Linked DNA regions of Danio rerio: region 1 is linked to region 2. The links are chromatin contacts, called in public HiCAR-type maps. All regions are on one chromosome and are shown on one strand. The core of a region is the stretch at or near the end of the contact, and the rest is flanking DNA. Distances in the headings are between cores, read along the strand shown.

Region 1 (4,235 bases), core at 1,483-3,982, 180 kb before region 2:
TGTGCAGCTGACAAATCTGCAGCAACTACATGATGCCATCATGTCAACATGGACCAGAATCTCTGAGGATTATTTCCAGTACCTTGCTGAATCTATTGCACCAAGGATTAAGGCAAAAGAGGGTCCAACCCGGTATAGTAAGGTGTGCCTAATAAAGTGGCCAGTGAGAGTACAAACGTACTCGGCATCATGACATTCAAACTGAGGACATTTTTTGAGATTGCACAATCATGTTTGTAATTGTGAAAGCAACAAAGAAGACTCATCACAAAACACACATTAAAACATCTGACAATCAATACTTGATACAGAATCAGTTCAAATGTACAGAAAGGCAAATATAAAGCTGTCAGCTAAAAGACACATCGTATTACACAATATTTTTTGTTTGTCTGAATACCTTCATAATGAATGATCTGTTTACAGTAAATGCAATCAGTTACACTGTCTTCATTAGATCTTGGCTTAGTTCAGTTCAGCATGTCTCTGGAATTCAGCTCGTCTTTTTGTCTTTGGATTGCAGCTCAGTGGCTCATTGTGTTTGAGAATGTGCAGTTCAGTGAGTCTGTACGACGAAGTGTGTGTCTGTGTTTTGTGATGGAATGCTATAGCATTACAGCTCAGTGCGGTCTGCAGCCAGTAAAACGTGGTGTTGCCATAGTAACCGCCAGAGATGTTTTACCAAAATGCCCTTGTCGACCTGATAGCAAAACATGCATATGAAATGTAAAATTATGACAGCATGTAATCATACCACAACACTTACCATACACTAGTCAGATCCGCTCCTCTGCGGTCCAGCGACATTTAGAAACTTTGTCAGAAATTTGATAAGATTATCTGATAAATTAAACAACGATGCCGTTGCCATGGCGAATGTACATGAACATTGTTTCATCCTATTTTAAACAGTCACTTCTTGAATGAATATTAGGAGAGTATTGAAAGCAGGAATATGACTCACGAATAGTAGAATTTTTTGATGACAGATGGCAATTTAACCTCACTAGAAATTTTGGCAGTTTATTAAACTGAGCTTTCATTAAGAATTACTTCAGAAAACGCTAAAATAGATAGCACATGACATTTATTCAGAGGTGGACGTTTAGCTTACTGTCACAATTCTCACAGTTCTTGTAAGATTCTGCTTGTGTGGAGTTATTTATCAAGCTACACACTGCAAAAATAGCTTTTCTTACTTGGATTTTTTGTCCTTTTTTCTAGACTAAATATCTAAAATTCTTAAATCAAGAAGAATTTTCTAGACAAACAAAACATAATGTCTTGTTTTCAGAAATAATATGCCAATATTAAGTGAGTTTTTCCTTAAAACAAGCAAAATAATCTGTCAATGGGGTAAGCAAAATAATCTTATGTCAAAAGGAAAAACTAGATTGTTTTGCTTGTTTTAAGGAAAAACTCACTTAATATTGGCATATTATTTCTGAAAATAAGACATTATGTTTTGCTTGTCTAGAAAATACTTAATATAAGAGTTTTTAGATATTTGGACTAAAAAAATACAAAAAAAAAAACTGTAAAAAAGTAATAAAAGCATTTTAGCAGTGCACTATGTTGTTGAAATGAATTTTAAGTAGATGTATGAGAAACACTCTTATATAAACAGTATAAAATAAATGTAAACTTTATCATTCATGAAACATTTTCATTTTTGATTTTTTTTATAGTGAAAAATGTTGAATTAGATTACAAGAATGTTCCTCAGACTAATAAAATAAAATCTGTTCATCATATAGAGGATCTTTATAAAACCCAAAATGAAAAATCTTCGATGGCATCAGTACAAAAACATCCTTTAGGAACATTTGTTTTTAAGAGTTGCGTAATTTAGACACAAGATGATTTTTTTTTGTTTCATTGATATTCTACATTCGGATTTATATCTTTACTTATGTTAGACTTGAGCATTATATCTCATTACCAAACATTTTCACAGCCATACCAGTTCATTCAAGTCCTTTAGGTCTAACATCGACCAAACATATTTGATTTTAGGATACCACTGAGCCTTTAAAACCAACACGGCATAAGAATAATTAAACATATGCTACACGGGAAGCTGCTTTATGATTTGTTCATCTCGATTCTCGATGTGAAGCAGACAGAACCTATTATGTTCTAGACTATCTGGTAATATTTATAGCCCCAAATGATTTGACCAGAATCCCCATGCTCTTTTATGTTGTAAAAGCTCCCAGACACAGAAATAAACATGCCATTAGCCAGTTGTTTTTCTTTTTTGTGTGTGTGTGTGTGAGAGTGTGTTCGACACAGCATTAACTACCCTGGAATTCTCTCAAGATGTCAGAAAAGCTTGCAGAAAACCATCTGCATAGGCACAAAAATGGAGCCCGGCTTCTTTTAACAGAGGGGCGTTTTAAAAAAGACAGAACGAGAGCATAAAAGAGAGGGAGAGGGGAAAGGGAAAAAAGGAAAAGAAACCAGATTGCGACAGTCGATATTAAAACATGCAGTGAGTGAGAGAGAAAAGGAGGGAGAAAGAGAGAGAGAGAGAGAGAGAAAAGCGAGCTGCAGGCCTTTCCACGGGGACAAACTAGCAGAAAGGCATCTCGCAGTTATTCCTTTCTCTCTGCTCTCTCTCTCTCTCTCTCTCTCTCTCTCTCAACATCCTAACGGCAATTGATTTGTGTATGAAAAGCTGGGCGCTTTTCGCCCCCCTTTCGGGCTGTGGGTTTTGAGTGATCAGCTGATGAAGAGACTGGCTGCGCGCTGCAATGCTGGTTTGCTAATTCTCTCTCCTCCAGACTGGAGCCAGCCTGGAGACCACAGTCAGGTAAATCACCCTCTTCCTCTCTCTCTCTCTCTCTCTCTCTCTCTCTCTCTCTCTCTCTCTCTCTCTCTCTCTCTCTCTCTCCTGCGCATAGAGCATGCAATCACACCAGGCTTCAGCACATGGGCACACAGACAGAAAGTGAGAGAGGGTGTGTGTGTGTGTGTAGGTGTGATCTGTGTCTGGTGAAGGGAAACATTGCCCAGACAAATCGGTTGTGTGCATCCTGACACCTCTTTTTTTTCTTTGTAGAGGTTACTGGAATAGACGTGTGTAGCGTGAAAGGGGTTTTGGCGTGTTGCTTCAAGTATAGACTTTTGTGAATGCGCTTTCTGCATGTTTTGTGTGCAGCGGCACAGTTGTGCGCCTGTGCATGCGAGTTTGTGTGTGTGCGCCTGTGTATGTGTGTGTGTGCATTCCATTATTATGCTGTTGATTATTAGGCCTCCTTCCTTCCACATGGTCCCCTGGGGTACGTGTGAATAAATGCTTTCCGTGTGTTTTTGTGCGCGCTCACGCTTTTCATATTTCTCTGGATGTTGCATGAGACGTGCCTCTCCGTGATTGGGGTTGTTTTCTCACGTCAGTGCAATTGCGTCTCGGTTTGTCTGCTTTCTTTGCATTTAAGCGATTGGGAACGCATTGTGTGTGTGCGATTTAGACATCAAAGACTGGCATTGCCTGCATAGCGTCATACTCTGAATTCATATTTCATCTCTCCCTGATATGCTCTCTGTGCCAGCAGTGGCTGCGGCAGGCATATCACTGCACTTTAATTGCTTTTGTGTAAAACACAGACTTGGCATCACAGACACTGAGCGCAATCCGCATTTGCTTGTTCTTACACGTGAACAGTGTGCATGTTGATGAGCGTCTAGTCTCGTGTTTATTGGAGCATGTTCGGTGAGCGCTGTGTGTGTGTGTGGTGAACCGTACGTCACCGTTATGTCAGGCGCGCTGGCCGGAGATCGGTATCTCCGTAAACGTCAATCATTCCATTCACAATTGGAATGAAGATCAGAGTACCAGCGGCTCCTGCTTTCCCAGTGCGGGATCATCCTGAGCTCGTGGCACATTGTTAAGTGATGCTTTATCAAATATTAAATGGAAGTGAAAGCAGCTGCTCGTATTAGAGGGGACTGAAGATTGAAGGCAGCTTGCCTGGTGAGACGAGATAATGATGGTCTGTCATTTTGGAGCTAGACGTAGTTGGAAAGGGCAGAAAGTTCACCAGACTCTTTAATGCAATGCTAAATAATAAAAATGATCTACAGTGCCATGCAAAAACCTTTAACTTCTGACGTTTCTACAGCACAATGCTTCATTTTAGAGTTAATAGTTATGCTTATTACCTTACATGCAGTGTGTAGTATACTGTGGCTGTTTGTGAATGCAAAACGTCTACAAACTTTCAAAGATCTAA
Region 2 (4,085 bases), core at 108-2,607:
ACTCGCACACAGCAACAAGGGCTACGGAGAAAATTTGTATTATGCTTGGAGTTCAGCTAACAAAAAACTCACAGGTCAGTTTACTACTTGCAATTAGATGGTCCATTCCAAACGGAAATATCAGCATGAAAAATAATGACCTCACTGCAAACCAAAATGCTCAAAACTGGACACTCCAAAGGGCCCTTAAGGAATGAAAAATTTTGAAAAATACAACTGAAGTTGTTAGTGTCACACACTACACTCAATTCAGAAGGGCTCTACCTATGCCATAATCCAGTGTTTCTCAACCATGTTCCAGGAGGACTACCAGCCCTGCACATATTCCATGTCTCCTTAACCAAACACACCCGATTCTGAACATCAGCTGACCTTTAATGGGTGTGAATGACAAAAGAGACATCCAAAACATGCAATCTAGGTGGTCTTTCAGGAACAAAGTTGAGAAATATCTCCCTGATCTCTTCAGAGGGACCCTTTGAAAGGATTAGGGTATAGGGATGAGCCCTTCCAAATTGAACCCTCCCACAATGTTTATTCCTTATCACTCATAATGACCGTCATATCATGAGCACTCAAAATCTGAGTTTGGGTCCAATTTGAATCCGTTTGTGTCTCCCTTTACAGGACAATAATCATAGAGCTGTATAAATAGATGCCACATTTGACTACAGATACACAGAAATGTTTGCCATCATGGTATGGTTAACAAGTTGTGTCGACTTGTTATTTACCACAAAAATGGTATAAAGTCATATCAAGCCACACCTTCCCACTGTATTATTCGTTTGTCCCTTATATAGTGCATCATGTAACGTTACCATTGTCCATATTAAGAACAGTGATATCAAGTGACCAATTTCAGCCACAGCTTTTCTCTCTTCATATTGTAGAGTGAGGGACACTTCAGATTATAGAGAACGGTAAATGGCACAAGTTGAAATGCAGGGTGATGTTATCAAAATAATTTATCCATCCAAGTTTTGAATGCACACATCTTCTAAATGTATTATATCAATAACCATATAAGACTCAAATGCTCATATTAAAAGCTATAACTAAACTTTAGGTTTGATTCCTTGGCTAGACCTACAGTACAATACAATGGAGCAGACAAAGAAACATACAAGATTTTATAATCTATTGGATTGGTTTGTGTGAACAGGCCATGTGATTTCTTATGTACTACAAATAAAAATAAGCAAATGATATAAAGCATCTGTGTTGTTTTATATGTGGAAACAGTAGGTTACATACCTTTCCCTAACTTTTTAAAGGACATGAGGCAGTGGACAGCTGGTACGGTGAAATTAAAGACTACAACTTCAGTAGGCCAGGATTTAGCTCCAAAACAGGTGAATGTACAAGCAGCCAACACATTCTGTGGTGGTTAAACGCTTAGTTTGTACGGGTCTCCTTTGCAACACTGACTCCTAGTGGTTTCTCCAGGTCACTTCACACAGGTGGTGTGGAAGGACACAAAAGAGTTGGGAGTTGGACTGGCCACTGATGGGAACACAATTTTTGTCGTGGGTCAGTACCTTCCCGCTGGAAACATCGCAAATGCAGGTTATTTTGAAAAAAATGTCCTGCCGACTGGCTCTAAACTAGATCAAAAGTCCACTGGTGCAAGTGAGTACACTTTCTAGTGAATTACTTCACGTTGTTATCCATCTATATTTTCCTGTATAGACCATTTCAATGTGGAGATGTCATTGGCCCATGAGCGTTTCCATCTTGTTATCAAACTATTTGAGAACTGTAACAAGAGGCAATTCAATCATAACTCAACATTAAAACAGCTATCAGAACATTATCAATATGTGAAGCTTTTTGTATTCTCTGAAGTTATAGAAATTAAAGATTTTAAACAAGAAACGCATTAGGACAATTGTTTTTGTTTACATCCCTCAAAATGGTCTATTTATACACATTAATAATATTAATTTGACAATAATTACTTATTAAATTTAACAAATTGTTATCATGAAATAAGTAATAACAATGATAAATCATAGTTTAAATGTTATATTTGAATTGTGAATATTGTAAAAGACAGAGGTGTTGATGAAAAGCTGTTAACTATAATAAATGTTTGATATATCTGGCAACATTCAGCTCACAAAGTGGAACAAGCTCATGGTTCATCAGGCATTCATTCAAACAAAGTGCCCTCAGTGCCTCACATTGCTGAAAAACCAACACCAGAGGGCAAAGGTACAGTAAATTTTTTTATACATCCTTGTTCTTTGCATAAAGGCAAACATGCGTAACATTGTCTTTGACGTTTTTAAATCTCAGCATGTGCACCTTTGTTGTATTTTTCATTGCAATAAAAAATCCTTTATATTCATTTGCAGCAGAAAGCAGTTTTGAGGCAGAGTTCTTGCAGACCCACAATGCATATCGAAAACATCATGGAGCTCCACCCCTTACCATAAACATAAACCTGAGCCGCTCTGCACAAAAGTGGGCAGAGCATCTGCTGTCAATCAGGACTCTCATGCACAGCAACGGAGACCATGGAGAAAATGTGTATTATGCTTATAACTCGGCTAACAAAAAACTCACAGGTCAGAGTTTAGTGACAGCTCGACAATATCAAAACATTTACTAATGTTTCATTTGCTCACCTCTCTGTCTTAGAAGTCTTTTGCATAATACTGAGAATATGTTTTTTTTTTAAATGAGCATTATGTCATTGATTTAGTTTGCTTTTTAGTTTTTAGTTTGCAATTATTATTATTTAGTTTGCATGTTTTTACCATCACAGTTTGTTAATTGATACAGGACGTGAGGCAGTGGAAAGCTGGTACAATGAAATTAAAGAGTACAACTTCAGCAGGCCTGGATTCTCCTCTAAAACAGGTGAATGTTTGTGTAAACGCTCTGGGTTGGGGTCAGTTCTGGTCTCTTTACTCACATCTGGTTCTTTCCCCAGGTCACTTCACACAGGTGGTGTGGAAGGACTCAAAAGAGTTGGGAGTTGGACTAGCCACTGATGGAAGCACAAGTTTTGTGGTGGGACAGTACCTTCCAGGAGGTAACATCACAAATGCAGGTTATTTTGAGAGAAATGTCCTACCGGGGGGATCCAAAGTAGACCTCAAAGCCACCCCACCTGGTGAGTCTACAGGTGCTTTCTATGTAAAATTGTATAGAGTTTATTGTAGAACAAACATGTGACTAAGTAATAATAATATTTTTGGCCAGGCAGTCTATGTGTCATGGTCACCAGCGATCCAGCTCGTGCAGATCGCTGAAAAACTACAGAGGGGGCAATAGACATGCATAAATCTTTCCCTTTTTACTAAAGATTTCCCTGGAGAGGAACCGTGCGTGATTGAAATGAAACTCGAGCTGTGGTCTAGGCTGGTGAACAAGGTACAGGAGTACCAGCATAATAGTGTTACTGCACATGCTGGATTGATGGTGACCATGACACTATGATATGATGCTTGAATGATACTCCCAATAATTTTAAGCCTATTTAATTTTGGTGTTCAGTGGACAAAGTTGGACAAGCTCGTGGTGCCCTTAGCATTACGTCCAACCTGTTGCCTTCATCATCTCACAGTGTTGGACCAGCACCACCGAAGACTCATTCTCCACAGAGCAGCCACTCAGAGAGTAAGCACTCAGATAAGTACTCAAATGTATATATACAATAGGTATGGAAAGTATTCATAGCCTCTTAAATTTTTAGACTTAAAGATCATTTAGATATTTTTTTCCTCATTAATGTACACACAGCGCCCCATACTGACAGAAAAAAAACATAGAAATGTTGACATTTTTTTAGATTTATTAATAAAAGAAAAACTGAAATATCACTTGGTCCTAAGTATACAGACACTCATATATTTAACTCAGCTGCTGTCCATTTCTTCTGATCATCCTTGAGATCCTTACACCTTCAAAGAGTGAAACATTTAAGTGGTCTGAATACTTTCCGTACCAACTCTATGGAGCAGTAATCTAACTAATATAAACAGTTAACTATACATGTAATGACTATACACTTCATTTAATACAGAGCAATGTTGTGCAGGATAATGTGTAAAAGAGGTATTTAAGGTTAAATA

Evidence for each region. HiCAR-type assays count read pairs that join an accessible place to other places.
Region 1: a HiCAR-type map of caudal fin shows a contact between it and region 2, with 6 times the contacts expected there. The contact joins the promoter of LOC100001344 here to the promoter of LOC561565 in region 2. A contact is called at or near these places in 1 of 18 Hi-C or Micro-C datasets (an unstated tissue) and 1 of 4 datasets of contacts at active chromatin or transcription factors (caudal fin).

What each region holds. Positions count from the first base shown.
Region 1 is chr5:33,835,216-33,839,450 of GRCz12tu, reverse strand. LOC100001344 reads left to right here and starts at 2,732. Exons shown (of 6, transcript NM_001110226.1): 1 at 2,732-2,815. The coding sequence starts at 2,732.
Region 2 is chr5:33,651,938-33,656,022 of GRCz12tu, reverse strand. It overlaps LOC561565 (neuropeptide FF receptor 2), which reads right to left and starts at 1,357. Exons shown (of 5, transcript XM_073952339.1): 1 at 1,258-1,357. glipr2 (GLI pathogenesis-related 2) reads left to right here. Exons shown (of 13, transcript NM_001423664.1): 3 at 1-74; 4 at 1,278-1,355; 5 at 1,450-1,632; 6 at 2,119-2,217; 7 at 2,361-2,573; 8 at 2,791-2,868; 9 at 2,942-3,124; 10 at 3,508-3,630.